3 separate regions of the Zea mays genome follow, and all the other regions are linked to region 1. The links are chromatin contacts, called in public Hi-C maps. All regions are on one chromosome and are shown on one strand. The core of a region is the stretch at or near the end of the contact, and the rest is flanking DNA. Distances in the headings are between cores, read along the strand shown. Region 1 holds the start of LOC100383737 (10A19I.15). Region 2 holds the start of LOC542016 (somatic embryogenesis receptor-like kinase 2). Region 3 holds the start of LOC100194291 (putative ubiquitin carboxyl-terminal hydrolase superfamily protein).

Region 1 (4,202 bases), core at 1,013-3,512:
TTCTCTTGGCTTGGCTTGTACAGAGTTCTGGCGCTATTTCTGATGGCTCCGTAGATAGCAACTGTAGGGCTTGGTTGCACTTCCTATGCTAATGGCTGTTCTACTAACTGTGTGGCGCTCAATAAAGCTGTTATGGTTGGCATGGTCGCTACAGGGTTATCAATTAAGCGGATATGTGGCTGACCAATCGGACACTTTCAAATTCAGGGATGGGATATAATTTTTTTTCTCCCACGGGTAATTTTTTATGTCTAAGGTTTGTTATTCAATTCGAGGCAATCCAAACATGACCGCCACGGCCGGATGGTATTTCGACGTGGGCCATAGGAAACGCCGGCGTGAAGAAGCGCTTCCAGTACCAGTACCAGTGCTTTGACCCATATGATAATATGGAGGGCAATAGTGCTAGTATAGGTAAGCATAATCGAACAATTCTGTTCCTTTACAAGTTTCTTCTCTATGCAGCTCATATCTTTTATTGGTTTATTACGAAATAATTAATTCAGGTGAAACCACCGAAAAAAGTATTTTACAAGTACGAGGGCAATTGTCAGTCTTGCAAACTTTAGAATTTCCCTGTTTCATATCATATGCGCACACAGAATTACTACGCCTGGTGAAGCGAGTGGTGGAGGATCACCTATACATTGCCCCCTCCGCTTTTGTTGCAAGGAGGAAACAATGCATAAAACAATTTATGCAAATTCTTTTCTTATCTGTAATAATGTGCTTGATAAAAGATTGACATCAAATTTCATACATATATATAATTTAAAAATATTATTAAACTTGTCCTAACAATTCGGGTATCAACATTCGTCCCTAAATGTGGTAGGATATACATGCATACCCTATCCATAAAATAAAGGAAAGTTACGAGGATGACACTGACGACTGTGGCGGGGACGACGACCCTGGCATGAATGATGACGACTGTGGCGGGGACGACGACTCTGGCATGAACGATGACTGTGGCTCGAACGATGGGTGTGGCGGGGATGATGGCGGTGTCCCTTGATCTTCGTCGTGGAACAATCTTTTAAGTAGATCCAAATTCTTAGGTGGTTCATTTATCATATGCTTAAATACGTTCGCACATTTCTAGAAAAATGAAACAAACAAACATATATATAATTAGAATATACTAATACTTGAACAATACAATTAATTAGATTTAATCAAAGAGATACGTGCAAGAGAATACCTTTGTCTTTTTTATGTACATCCTGCGGCTTTTCAACTCTCCCATATTTGACGAGTGGATACGAAACAGAACATAACTGTCATACAGCTGTTTCATACAGTTCCATTTGTTCATCAGAGTCTTTTTTGAAACTGTTGAATTCACCGTAGAAAATTTTTGCGACAAGTATTCCAGAGCCTCGTCATGTAAGGAGGGCTGCCTCTGGGTTATTAGCCCGTCGTCAAGCAATTGAACGCAGCTCCTGCAAAAAAAAGTGTCCAGATTCGAATCCCAGCGGAACCTACCCTCGTTCTCGGCCATATTTTTTCAATCTACAAAAAAAAAAAAAAAATCGAACGAACTCACCAAAAAAAGAACTTTAAATTACGACGAAGCATATACATAAGTCTTTCATCTATAGTGTAATAACATATCAGTACAAAGTATGTATTTACAGATAGCACAGGGATAAGAAAACTCACTTAAAACTGCCGTGTACGTACAAGAGGGCAATAATGCACGACTGATGAGGTGCCTCTCTATCTGACTGTCTGGACTGTATGCTATACCGCCTACGGCCAGCAGCTGGAGATTGATGTGGATTTTTCAGATCGCGTTTTGTCTCTCTCTGGAGGCCATGCCCATGGGAAGAATAAATATAAGGCAGAAGCCACGAATTAATGGCGTGCATGCATGGGCAGCATGCAGCAACAGCACTCTTCCGTGAAGAGGACCGAGTCCTCTGTTTCTTCCGTTCTTATCCAAGCGAACAACAGGAATTGGTCTTGGTTCTTGTGTGATCTCGCTGGCGCGGGGGAAGCCTTGCTGGCGTCATCACCGCGTGCTTCCCGAATGGCGCTCAATAAATAAAACTATTATTATTACGGATAGCATGGTCGCTAGCTACATGGTTATCAGTAAGCCCGTTTTTTGTTTTTGTTTTTTCAGATGTGTGGCTGAATCTGGCAATGGAACAACTGTAGGTCTAGTACACAGAATTTCAGTCACGGAAGGCGAAGGATGGTATTTTAAGGTGGGCCGTAGGAAACCCCGACACAAACGAACCCCATCCGCCAAATTGGCTCGTGTTGCCGGGCTACACAAACGAGCCCATTCAGGGGATTCTTTATTTTATCTCATATTTTAACGTATTTAATAATTTAGAAATTATAACAAAATAAAACTAAAATAACTAAAAATTAGTCACAGTAAACCAAACATCCATTCCTTCATCCCGTGTCCGCCGCCGGCGAGTCTACCCAGCCGCGGGGCTCGGTGCCCCGGCCATCCATCCCCTGCGAATCTCGGTGAGTCCACGACTTCCTTTCCCTCTGCTCTCCTCATCATGCTCCCTGTGCCTCACTGAATCCTGCGCCCGGCGCAGTGGTCGTGGCGCTGAGCCTGGCGGCGCGGTGCGTGGACGCCGCGAGGCACGTGCGGCCGAGCCTTCTCGCTGGCTGGCTGCCTTTCTCGGAGTTGGACCTGGACCCTCCGTGGGTTTAAGGAATAGTTGCTAGAGGCTAGAGCAGGGACAGAAGGCAGAGAGTGTCTCCATTAGACCGTGTAACGCTGAACTGTAGATGGGATCTGCTGGAGATAGCCTCAGTCTTTTTTTTTTCCGAAAGGAGATAGCCTCAGTCTTTTTTCACGAAAACAGGGGAGAACAGATGGAAAGGCGATGGTCTGAACCTCCGCTTTGGATCTGTTGGGCAGTGGGCTGCTGGAGTTATGTAAGGAATATGGATGCATCAGCAGGAGATGCCTTCAGCTAGATTTTAATTTTTTTTCTTACTTCTTTCTATAGGAACAGCCATGATCATGATGGCTGATGATCAGCTGAGATGAGATAGTCACGATCTGGAAGGGGTCCTGGATTCCTCTCCAAACGTTTTAGGGCATTATTGAGTGAATTCTTGCTCTTGAAATTTAAATGCCGTGATAAAAAGAGTAGCGTATCCTACTAGCTCCCTCTACCTGTTCTACTATGAAAAGTTGCTTTATAAAATGTTTTCTAAAACAGTTTCATCCAATGAACAAAAATATCTCTCTCTACTCAAATCTATAAACTGCAGCTGATGTGTTGGAGCAGAGCTACATGTTTCTTTTTCTTTTCTAGAACCATAAGTATTTTTGCACATGTGCCAAGCTTCTTGTGGCTCATTTAAATAAAAATATCTCTCTCTACTCAAGTCTACATTGCATAGTAGCTTTTAGTATGTCTCCAGCACGATTACTATCACTTTTAGAAACCCCACAAAAATTTTAGGGCCTTTGGCTGCTTTCATCTTTGTTGCTTGAAACAGATTTTTTGTCACCTGAGGTTCGTCAACAACTTGTCTGCAAGTATTAAAAAATCATCACGCAATTCTTTTGAAACAGAATGTTTCAAAGGAACAAACGTGGCCTTTCGAGAGATACGACTTGCATTTTCGAAGTTTCATTATTATCTATTATTTGTTGCTTCACAGTAGAAACATCGTTTTGTATATGTTGTCTCACATTCTCATCCAATGAACAGATCCGCCCTCAAAGGGAGTCAAGCCTCCTCCAGCCTTTCCTTTCAAATCGGATTTGTTTGCTCAAGTTGCAAGGTACAGATTCCCTAACACATTGCATATATACAGATCAGTTCGATTGTTGCTTGCTTGAGATTATTTCCACAAACAATGAACTTATATGTACTTGTGAATACATAGCATAATGATGTGATTCCAGATTCATTATGATGTGCCATATGTTTTTTTTGTATTTGATGCTTAAATGTAGATGGATAAGAGGACCAAGGTTGCAGTTTGTGTTGCTGCTGCACATAACTTACTGTCAATGATGGCCGTGATTATTGCGTCTAGAAAAAGAAAACGAAATGCAAGGAGCGCACAGATTACCTATGCACCATTGCATGTGAGTGGTACAGGCTGGGATGAAGATAATTTTGTTATTACTCTGGATGAAGAGCACTATAATGGTTATGTTAAGGTACCATTGGAACATCCTCTACCTGCAATATGTTTATACTCAC
Region 2 (4,202 bases), core at 720-3,219, 190 kb before region 1:
AGGGCACACACGTTGACTTTTCGGTCTTCCACGGGCAAGAAATTTCCATCTTTAGAGACAAAAAAACAAAATAAAAAAAACTTCAACTACCATATACTACGATACACCTAGGATGTGATGCCTAGATCTCGGGCTCACCGGAATTCAGCGAACGTGCCTCTAAAGAATTTACCGAACACATAAGGACATGCATAATAAGTGTCTTGATGTGTGTCTTCTGTCTAGGAAGGTAAATGTAAAAAATAATCAAGACACATATCTTGATGAAGATACTGCGTCTTGGCTCTATACTCGAGACAAAAGACTAGATAATTGGTCAATTTAATTTATTTAATGTTTTGATTGGTACAATAAATATAGTAAGACACAGTTTTTGAACGCACCTACTGTATTATATTGTGATTTAGCAGCACTTTAAAATTCACGCGTACCCGCTGGTCACCGTGGTCGTTACAGGCTCGAGGCTCGGAGGAAGACCAGAGCGTGTAGAAGTGTAGACCGACCGCGGGGCGGTCCAATATTTTGACCGGTTTCGGTACGCATGGCCCATCAGAGGAACGCACACGCGACCACTACACGAGAACGGAAAGTACCGCACGTTTGAATTGTGTGTACAAGTACCCAACACGGCACGGACACCTTTTTTGTTCTCCTCTCGAGTCTCAACTCCGACCCTGCGTTTGCGGCGTCCCATTGGCTGGCGCGCTGGGAACGACAGCCGGACAGGCGGGCCCATGCCGGCGCTGGCTTTTTCTGCGCCCGCGGAGCTGTAGACCCGGCCCACGGACGGGAGCGGGCCCTCTGCCTGTTCTCCAGCTGGCCTTGTGCGGAGGCGGGGCCCACCGCGCAGTGTTCCACGGACTTGTTTGTGTGCTGGTGGTGCTGTTGCCCCTGCGTTTTCACTTTTACACGTCTCTCGGGATCCGGACCCTAACTAACCTTTGCCGCGAAACCTGCTGCACTGCACTGTAAGAGTCGTACAATATTGGGTTCTAAGTCGGCTTACATGACAATTTTACTTTTATAGAAGAGAGACATAAAAAATAGATAAAGTGACATTTTTACTTATGTGAAAAAGAGTCATCAAAAAGTAGATGGAGTGTGCTATCGTGCAAGAGCTATGTGCTACACGAGTTTCAAGACAAAAGAATGAAAGAGAAAAATACAAAAAATTCATCTCCGAGCCAACAACTTAACATGGCAAGGAGTTAGAGTAAAAAATAACCTTTATTATTAAACTTCTCTAAGCAACACAACACTACTGCCGCCTGCCAGTGTACGGTACAGCTCGGATCTCCGGTTTGCCCTTTGTTTTATTGTAATCAAACATTAGTTCAGCCCCAATAATGCTCAATCAATACTAGAACAACGGGGCCCTTCGCCTCTTTTTACCCTCACCGTTAGAAATCCAATCACGAGAAGAGGACGGGCCATCATCGTGAGCCGGTGTGTCCGTTCCACGGACGGATCAAAGCAAACGTGATGATTTTCCCAATCGATGCAGTGGTGGAGAGCTGTACGAATCGACACCATCACTCGAGAATGACGAGACCGGGCGTACCGAGGACCGCGTCCACGAGATCCCCAGCGGCCAGCGCCCGCACGCCGCCATGTCAGCAGATGCCCGCCGCGGCGGGGCCAGCACGTCCCCCCTGCTCCCCTCCCTCCTCCTCCCCACTACACTACTTCCATCAAGTCACCCACCCCACTCCCCCCGAGACCGAGAGCACGCCGCCTGCGCCCGCAACCGGGTAGCACTCTCACTTCCACGTGGGCCGGAGAGATCACTGGTCCCGCACGTCGGTGACGTCCTGCGGTGGGGCGCCCCTTCTTCCGCGAGCGTAGGGCGACGGTCCCACCGCGGAGTAGAAGAACAATTTAGGTCGCGACATACACACATATACACACGCGCACAGGCACAGCCGGACTCGGTTTCGACTTTCGAGCTACAGAGAATTCGTCCCGGAAAAGAAAAAAAAATCACCCTTCCATCCGCCAGAGAGAGAGAGAGAGGAGTGGGAGGACCGGAGGAGGAGTTCAGGAGGGAGAGGTCGGCGGCGGCGCGGCAGATCGGGTAGCACCGTGCAGCTCGGGCCTTAGGCGCACCAGCGGTGGGGGGATCCGCGCGCCCATGCGCCGGTGAGGTGGTGGGGCCCGCTTGGCGCTCGAGTTGGAATGGCGGCGTCGGCGTCGGCTGGGAGGTGGTGGGCGGTGGTCCTTGCGGTCGCGGTGCTGCTCGGGCCGGGACGGGTCGTCGCCAACACCGAGGGTGAGTCCTGCCTGTTCTCATACGCACTAGTAACCGACTCCTAGTAACCCATGCGTTCCCCGGTTCGGATTTGTCCCTAGTTTGAAATCTGTACGGCTGAGATGGAGCATACGAGCTTGATTCTTTTACTTGCTTCGGTTGATGCTCTTGTACTAAGTATATTGCCTGGTCCTCTAGCTCTTGCTTCCGGTTGCGGTGATGTATTTGGGGGATATTTGCTGTTTGTGCATATAGCATATACGTTTCGTTATAGCTCTGCCTGGATGGGTCAGAGGAACGAGCAAGCCGCGTTCCGTTGATCTCGAGGAAACCGTAGACTTTTTGTTCGGCGGATGCAGTTCTTTCGTTATGCCTTATACTTTTCTCGTTTGGGCGTTCAGTCCATCGTTAGGTCTACTTCCAATAGAGATGCAGATACAGACCACCGCGCTTGGCCTAGTTTGTTTGTATAAAAAGAGGAATTGCTAATACCGTCCTCCAGAATCAAGGTGTTCATATGGATTGCAAATGTTGACTTTGAGGTGCGATTGTTTGACCGGCTCTTTCAGCTGGTGAAAAAAAAAAGTTTTGCTAGTTCTGCGATCGGGATGTTATTGAGCATCTCTCTCTCTCTCTCTCTCTCTCTCTCTCTCTCTCTCCACAGATGGTAATTGAACAGTGTAATTTTGAAGGATGTGTCCCCATGGTGTACCATGAATAGAAGAACGTCGGACACTGTTGTACTAACAATGGATGGGGCCAACAGTTATAAATACTAATCCCTGTTTTTGGAACTTCCTGACTAATGGTTTCTTACCTTACTTGTTTTGGAAATCTCAATCACAATGTTTTTTCCCTAGTCAGCCATTCCTTTTCTAAATATTTTGCATACAAGCTCATCACCGATAAAAGTTCTTATCTGTTTGTTCATCTTAACTGGGAATATACTTGCTGCTGATAATGTTACCTTTTGTCCACAGGTGATGCCCTGTACAGCCTGCGTCAGAGCTTGAAAGATGCTAACAATGTCTTGCAGAGTTGGGATCCCACTCTTGTTAATCCATGTACATGGTTCCATGTTACGTGTAACAACGATAACAGTGTTATCAGAGTGTAAGTTGATGAAAAAAGCTCTCATATATTCGTATCAAAAGTGTTAATGATGTTCTCCTACTGGTTCTAAGTGTACCCCCTTTCACAGTGACCTTGGAAATGCACAATTATCTGGCGTTCTAGTGCCACAACTTGGCCAGCTGAAAAATCTCCAATATTTGTAAGTTCTGCATGCGTTGATTTTTTCCGACAGTTTTAAGATGTGGGTTTTCTGCCTCTTGTGTGCACCTTCAGAACAATTATTTTAAGAGAAGTGCTCCAGTAACCCCTTCTAAAAAATAGAACCAATCATAAAGTACTCTTAATTGATTGATTTGTCGTGTCCAATTCTTCATGTTCTCTTCTTAGTGGTGGGGGCATGCTGGCTTGATCTGTGGATCAGACATGGCTGATAACCACGCTAATTTAATTTGAACTGGAGCACTGAAATTTGTTGTCCTGGGAGGACAGTTTGTGGGCATTCTGACACTACCAGCAGGCGACGCTGAATGGCGGACAAAATGCATACTTCTGTTCACCTTTTGCCTATACGGATTTCATTCCTAGACTTACTTTTATTTGTCCACCTGGTGCTCATTTGAGCTTGTTGCAATCTGCGTCTGTGACATTAGAATGTGTGCACTAGAAGCTCTGCCACCAGCATACATCTGCACTCACCGAAAGTGGCAACTTGTTTTCAGTGTGCGTGTTGGGGGTGGGGGGAGCAGCCTTGGAGGTATTATTTAGTTTACTTAATTAAGGTGCTTCAGGATCCATGCTAATTATTGAGTACTGAAGTGCTTCTCTTGTTTTAAATGTGAATTATATGTACTCTGCTTCAAAAACAAATTATCCATTTAGA
Region 3 (4,202 bases), core at 1,105-3,604, 170 kb after region 1:
GTAGGGGAGTGGTCAGTGTAGGGAGGTCCTTGGTTGATTTTGCTGCGATGGCGGTCAGGCAAGAACCCTGCATTGGAGCTTCCTATAAACTGTAGCGGGTTTTCTGAAGCTAGTGGAACTTTGTAAAGGCCTCGTAGTGTTACCCTGCCTCGCCTCCTCGGTAGAGGTGTATGGGAAGTCGCGATCCCTTGGCAGACGGGTAACATGACTTGTGGATAAAGGGTACCACCTCTGCAGAGTGTAAAACTGGTATACTAGCCGAGCTCACGGTCATGAGCAGCTCAGGACTTTCTGATGATTAATTTATGGAACTAAATTCAATTTGTCATATGCATTGCATCGCGGGTGATGTTGTTGTTACTTTTGTTCTACTATTTAATTGGGTTGGTATTTACTTATACTTAGTAATTGCTAATAAAATTTTGACCAACTTTAAAAGCAATGCTCAGCTTCAACCATCCTCTTTGGTAAGCCTTATACTTCACGTGAGCTCCCACCTTTGGCGAGTTCATGCACATTATTCCCCACAACTTGTTGAGCGATGAACGTATGTGAGCTCACTCTTGCTGTCTCACACCCCCCCACAGGTCAAGAATAGGTACCGCAGGATGAGGCGCATGGAGGATGCTGCGATGTGTTCGTGAGAGGTCTAGGCCGTCGTCTCCCAGTCAACTTTGGGTTGCTGGACCGTTGTCTCCTTATAATGTAATTATCTATTTATTTTGTATAGAACTCCTGTTATGTAGTAAAGATGTGACATTCGATCCTGTGTCATGAATCATCATATGTGTGAGACTTGGTTCCAGCATACCTGGTGATTATGTTTGCGCCCGGGTCTTGGTGCCCCGAAACCCGGGTGTGACACCCATCCCCTTCCTAGAGCGCACATCTACTCAGTGTTATCAAAACCTCCACAGCTTGTGGCATGATTGCTTTGGCCATCCGTCACTAGCCGTAGTTCATCATGTCCTTCGTGATAATAGTTTGCATTTGAGTCTAATAAATTACTTGTGCATGTTTATTATGTTTGTCATCGAGCTAAGAGTCAACAACTTCCTTTTCTAAGTATGTTAGTGTCTCTAAGGCACCTTTAGATTTGGTGTTTTCTGATGTATGTGGTTCTGCTCCTACTTATACACGATGACACAATTACTATGTCAATTTTATTGATGATTATAGTAAATTTACTTAGGTTTATCTTATTAAACATAAGATTGAGGTGTTTCAGAAATTCTATGACTTCCAAGCACATGTTCAACGCTTGTTTAATTGCAAAATTTTGTCCATGCAAACAAATTGTGATGACGAGTATCAAAAATTGAGTTTCTTTTTTTTTTTGAGCATATGAGTATTTCTAATCTTGTTTCATGCCCTTGCAACACCAATAAAATGGATTTGATGAATGTAAGTATCGCCATATTGTTGAAGTAGTTCTTGCACTTTTTGTTCATGCCTTTGTGGCATTAAAATTTTGGACTGAGACATTCATGACAGTTGTATTTCTCTTTAACAGATTGACGACACATGTCTTTGCTTTTGCTTCTCCTAATGAATGATTGTTTGGATATAAAACATTTATGGTGATCCTTTATGATTTAATAAAATGTTTGATGTGGGAACTTTTTAATCATAGTTTCTTTGTTGTTGTTGGTTTCATGTTTTGTAGTGTTTATGGGTTTATATCGCAGAGTTTATACTCTGGTACGATGGAGTGATATCTTAATATTTTGTGATTCTAGGATGTCACATTTTCTTACATGCAATATCTAACAACAAAAAATGATTTTATAATAATAATGGACAAATTCTAGTGCTCGTAATGTGTGTTGAGCAAAATTTGCCTAAACTGAAAAAATCGCCTAATGGTCAAAATAAATTGTTTCATTCTTTTATTGTACTAAAAACATAAAAATATTACAAAGGTCATTAAAAACACTCTTGAACTCTATATTATCAATCTATTGAAGTTGTTGTATGATGAAGCTAAAAAACCGAAGCTGCAATTTGAAACAAATCTTCCTAAATAGGGCAAAGAGTCAAACTTTCTAAAATTTAATTAAATATATATAGCATCATTAAATTAAACATGAAATATTCTTTATATATATATATTTACTTGAAGATATAAACGTTAATATTACTTTCTGTATTTTTAGTCAACTCAAAAAAGTTTGATTTCTCGTAAACGGGACGTGCATTTATTTTGGGGGCGTAGAGTCGTAGAGAGCTAGAGATACACGCAGAAGGAACCTTCTCACATGGAAAAAAAACATCGCAAGTTCGCGACAGAATAGTGACATCCTGAAGCAGTCAAGCACTCAACCTCTCCTTCAGTCCTTCCCATCTCATCCTCCATCTCGATCTCTTCGCTCCGTCGAACTTTCACCTAGTCAGCCTGCCGCGCTACCCCTCCACCGCCGTCTCCACGCCCGTGGCCAAGCCAGCGGAACCCTAGCATGGCGAAGCTAGCGCGATCGCCAACGACCTCCCCGCCGGCGGCGGCCGCGGATAAGCACCGCTCCGCGGCCGGGTCGGGGCTCCGGTCCCTCGCCAGTGCCGCCTCCGGATGGTGGGACCGGTGGACGGTCATTGGTTCCGGACTCTCCAAGCTCGAAAGGGCCTTCGGCGACCAGTTCCCCGAGGGCGAGCGCTACTTCGGGCTCGAGAACTTCGGCAACACCTGCTACTGCAACAGCGTCCTCCAGGTGAGGTGACTACTGATCCCCACATCGAGGGGAGGGGAGGCGATAGTCGGCGTGTTGACTGGTTCGCTGCGTGCTCCGTCGCAATCCGTTTAGTTTTCGTTGCTGTTAACTGTTATGGTTGGAATTCGGTGAAACTTTGATTACGTAATTGTTTTAGGAACCGTTTGGGTGGCCTCTTTTTAGCTTTTGATGAGGTAGGTGTACCATTCTGTTTGTCCAAAGTTTGGTGCAGTGTGGCATGTAGGGGACCAGTAAGTGGAGTTGAATTTGTTTAGGTGCATGGGGGCAGACTAGCAGGGGCGACGCCTATCAATATGTTTCTGTTTGTCCCATATTAGGATTGTGAATAACAAGATTAGGGTGTGATTGACGTGTGCTTTATTCAGCATTCTGTGCTTATTCAGTTATTCTGATTGGTGGTTTCTAATATGATGCTCACGTATATGTGTGCATGGGTGTTTCACAACAGCTATATTTTTTTACGTTACATCATCATCAGTAGCAGGGCCCTTATGTCAATGGACAACAACAGTTTTTAGGTCTTTAGGGTTCTCATTGATTCACAAATGCATCATTTCTTTCACAACATTGCTCTCATCCCATGGTATCATGGAACTGATGAGGTGTTAAAATGGAAGGATTTGCCAAACTAAACTGTTATACAAGTTTGGGATGCTTCATTTAGGAAACTACAAACTAGCAATGTTTATTTTTGTAGTGGAATAATGTGATGCTTACTATTGACTAATGTACATACTGCAACCGGGCCCTGCTTAGTCACTTTATGGATGAACCATGGGTAGGCTGTATGCATTAAGAGGTACTGCAATTTAGTCCAAATATACAGTAAATCCCGTGCATTTTGGTATAACAGGTGCCAAACTTAGTTATGCTTCTGAAGTTTTAGATGTGACTAATAGGTATTCTTTTAAAAATGCAAGTGATTATTGTTTTTTATCTACCTTACAAGAAATCAAAGTCAAAGAATGCTGCAATTCATTTTTGTGTTCCTCCACATTGTGATACATATTGCTGACATATTGATCAATGAATTAACACCTTAAGTCTTCTTCCTCGTGTTTTGGAATGGCACAGGCAGCTTTTTATTTGACAGATCACATGCCTGTTAGATCTTACTTTTTTTGTGGATTAGTGTTATTTCCCAAATATAGTGGAAATTAAACGTATCAGGAATACAATTGGTGCTGTCTGATGTTTTAACTGAGGAAAAAAATGGTGTTATCTGAATACAGTTTAGAGGGGGACAGACCTAGTAGTGGAGGCTCCCACATGACTACATGAGTGGGGTTTAGGGAAGGGACAAACCGAGGCAGGCTTTCTTCCCGCAAATGTGAAGAGGCTGCTTTGAACGCCGCGACCTGGTGACTCAGTGAGACAACTCTTGCCACTGAACCAGGCTCGCCCTTATGAATACAGTTTTAAAAAGCAAATTATTATGGTGGAGCAAATTGATGGTTGACTCTTGACTGTTCATGT

The links. A called contact is a pair of places that touch in the nucleus more often than the background predicts.
Region 2: a Hi-C map of tassel shows a contact between it and region 1, with 5 times the contacts expected there. The contact joins the promoter of LOC542016 here to the promoter of LOC100383737 in region 1. A contact is called at or near these places in 6 of 25 Hi-C or Micro-C datasets (ear, endosperm, leaf and 2 more).
Region 3: a Hi-C map of tassel shows a contact between it and region 1, with 2.7 times the contacts expected there. The contact joins the promoter of LOC100194291 here to the promoter of LOC100383737 in region 1. A contact is called at or near these places in 4 of 25 Hi-C or Micro-C datasets (ear, leaf and tassel).

The regions. Positions count from the first base shown.
Region 1 is chr5:179,339,672-179,343,873 of Zm-B73-REFERENCE-NAM-5.0, reverse strand. LOC100383737 (10A19I.15) reads left to right here and starts at 2,262. Exons shown (of 5, transcript NM_001176374.1): 1 at 2,262-2,490; 2 at 3,702-3,774; 3 at 3,950-4,159. The coding sequence starts at 3,950. It overlaps LOC103627327 (a long non-coding RNA gene), which reads right to left and starts at 2,140. Exons shown (of 3, transcript XR_553538.4): 1 at 1,666-2,140; 2 at 1,205-1,515; 3 at 401-1,101. It also overlaps a transcript of LOC103627329 not described here.
Region 2 is chr5:179,528,494-179,532,695 of Zm-B73-REFERENCE-NAM-5.0, reverse strand. LOC542016 (somatic embryogenesis receptor-like kinase 2) reads left to right here and starts at 1,969. Exons shown (of 11, transcript NM_001111663.2): 1 at 1,969-2,269; 2 at 3,229-3,361; 3 at 3,450-3,521. The coding sequence starts at 2,176.
Region 3 is chr5:179,168,589-179,172,790 of Zm-B73-REFERENCE-NAM-5.0, reverse strand. LOC100194291 (putative ubiquitin carboxyl-terminal hydrolase superfamily protein) reads left to right here and starts at 2,354. Exons shown (of 6, transcript NM_001139330.1): 1 at 2,354-2,705. The coding sequence starts at 2,457.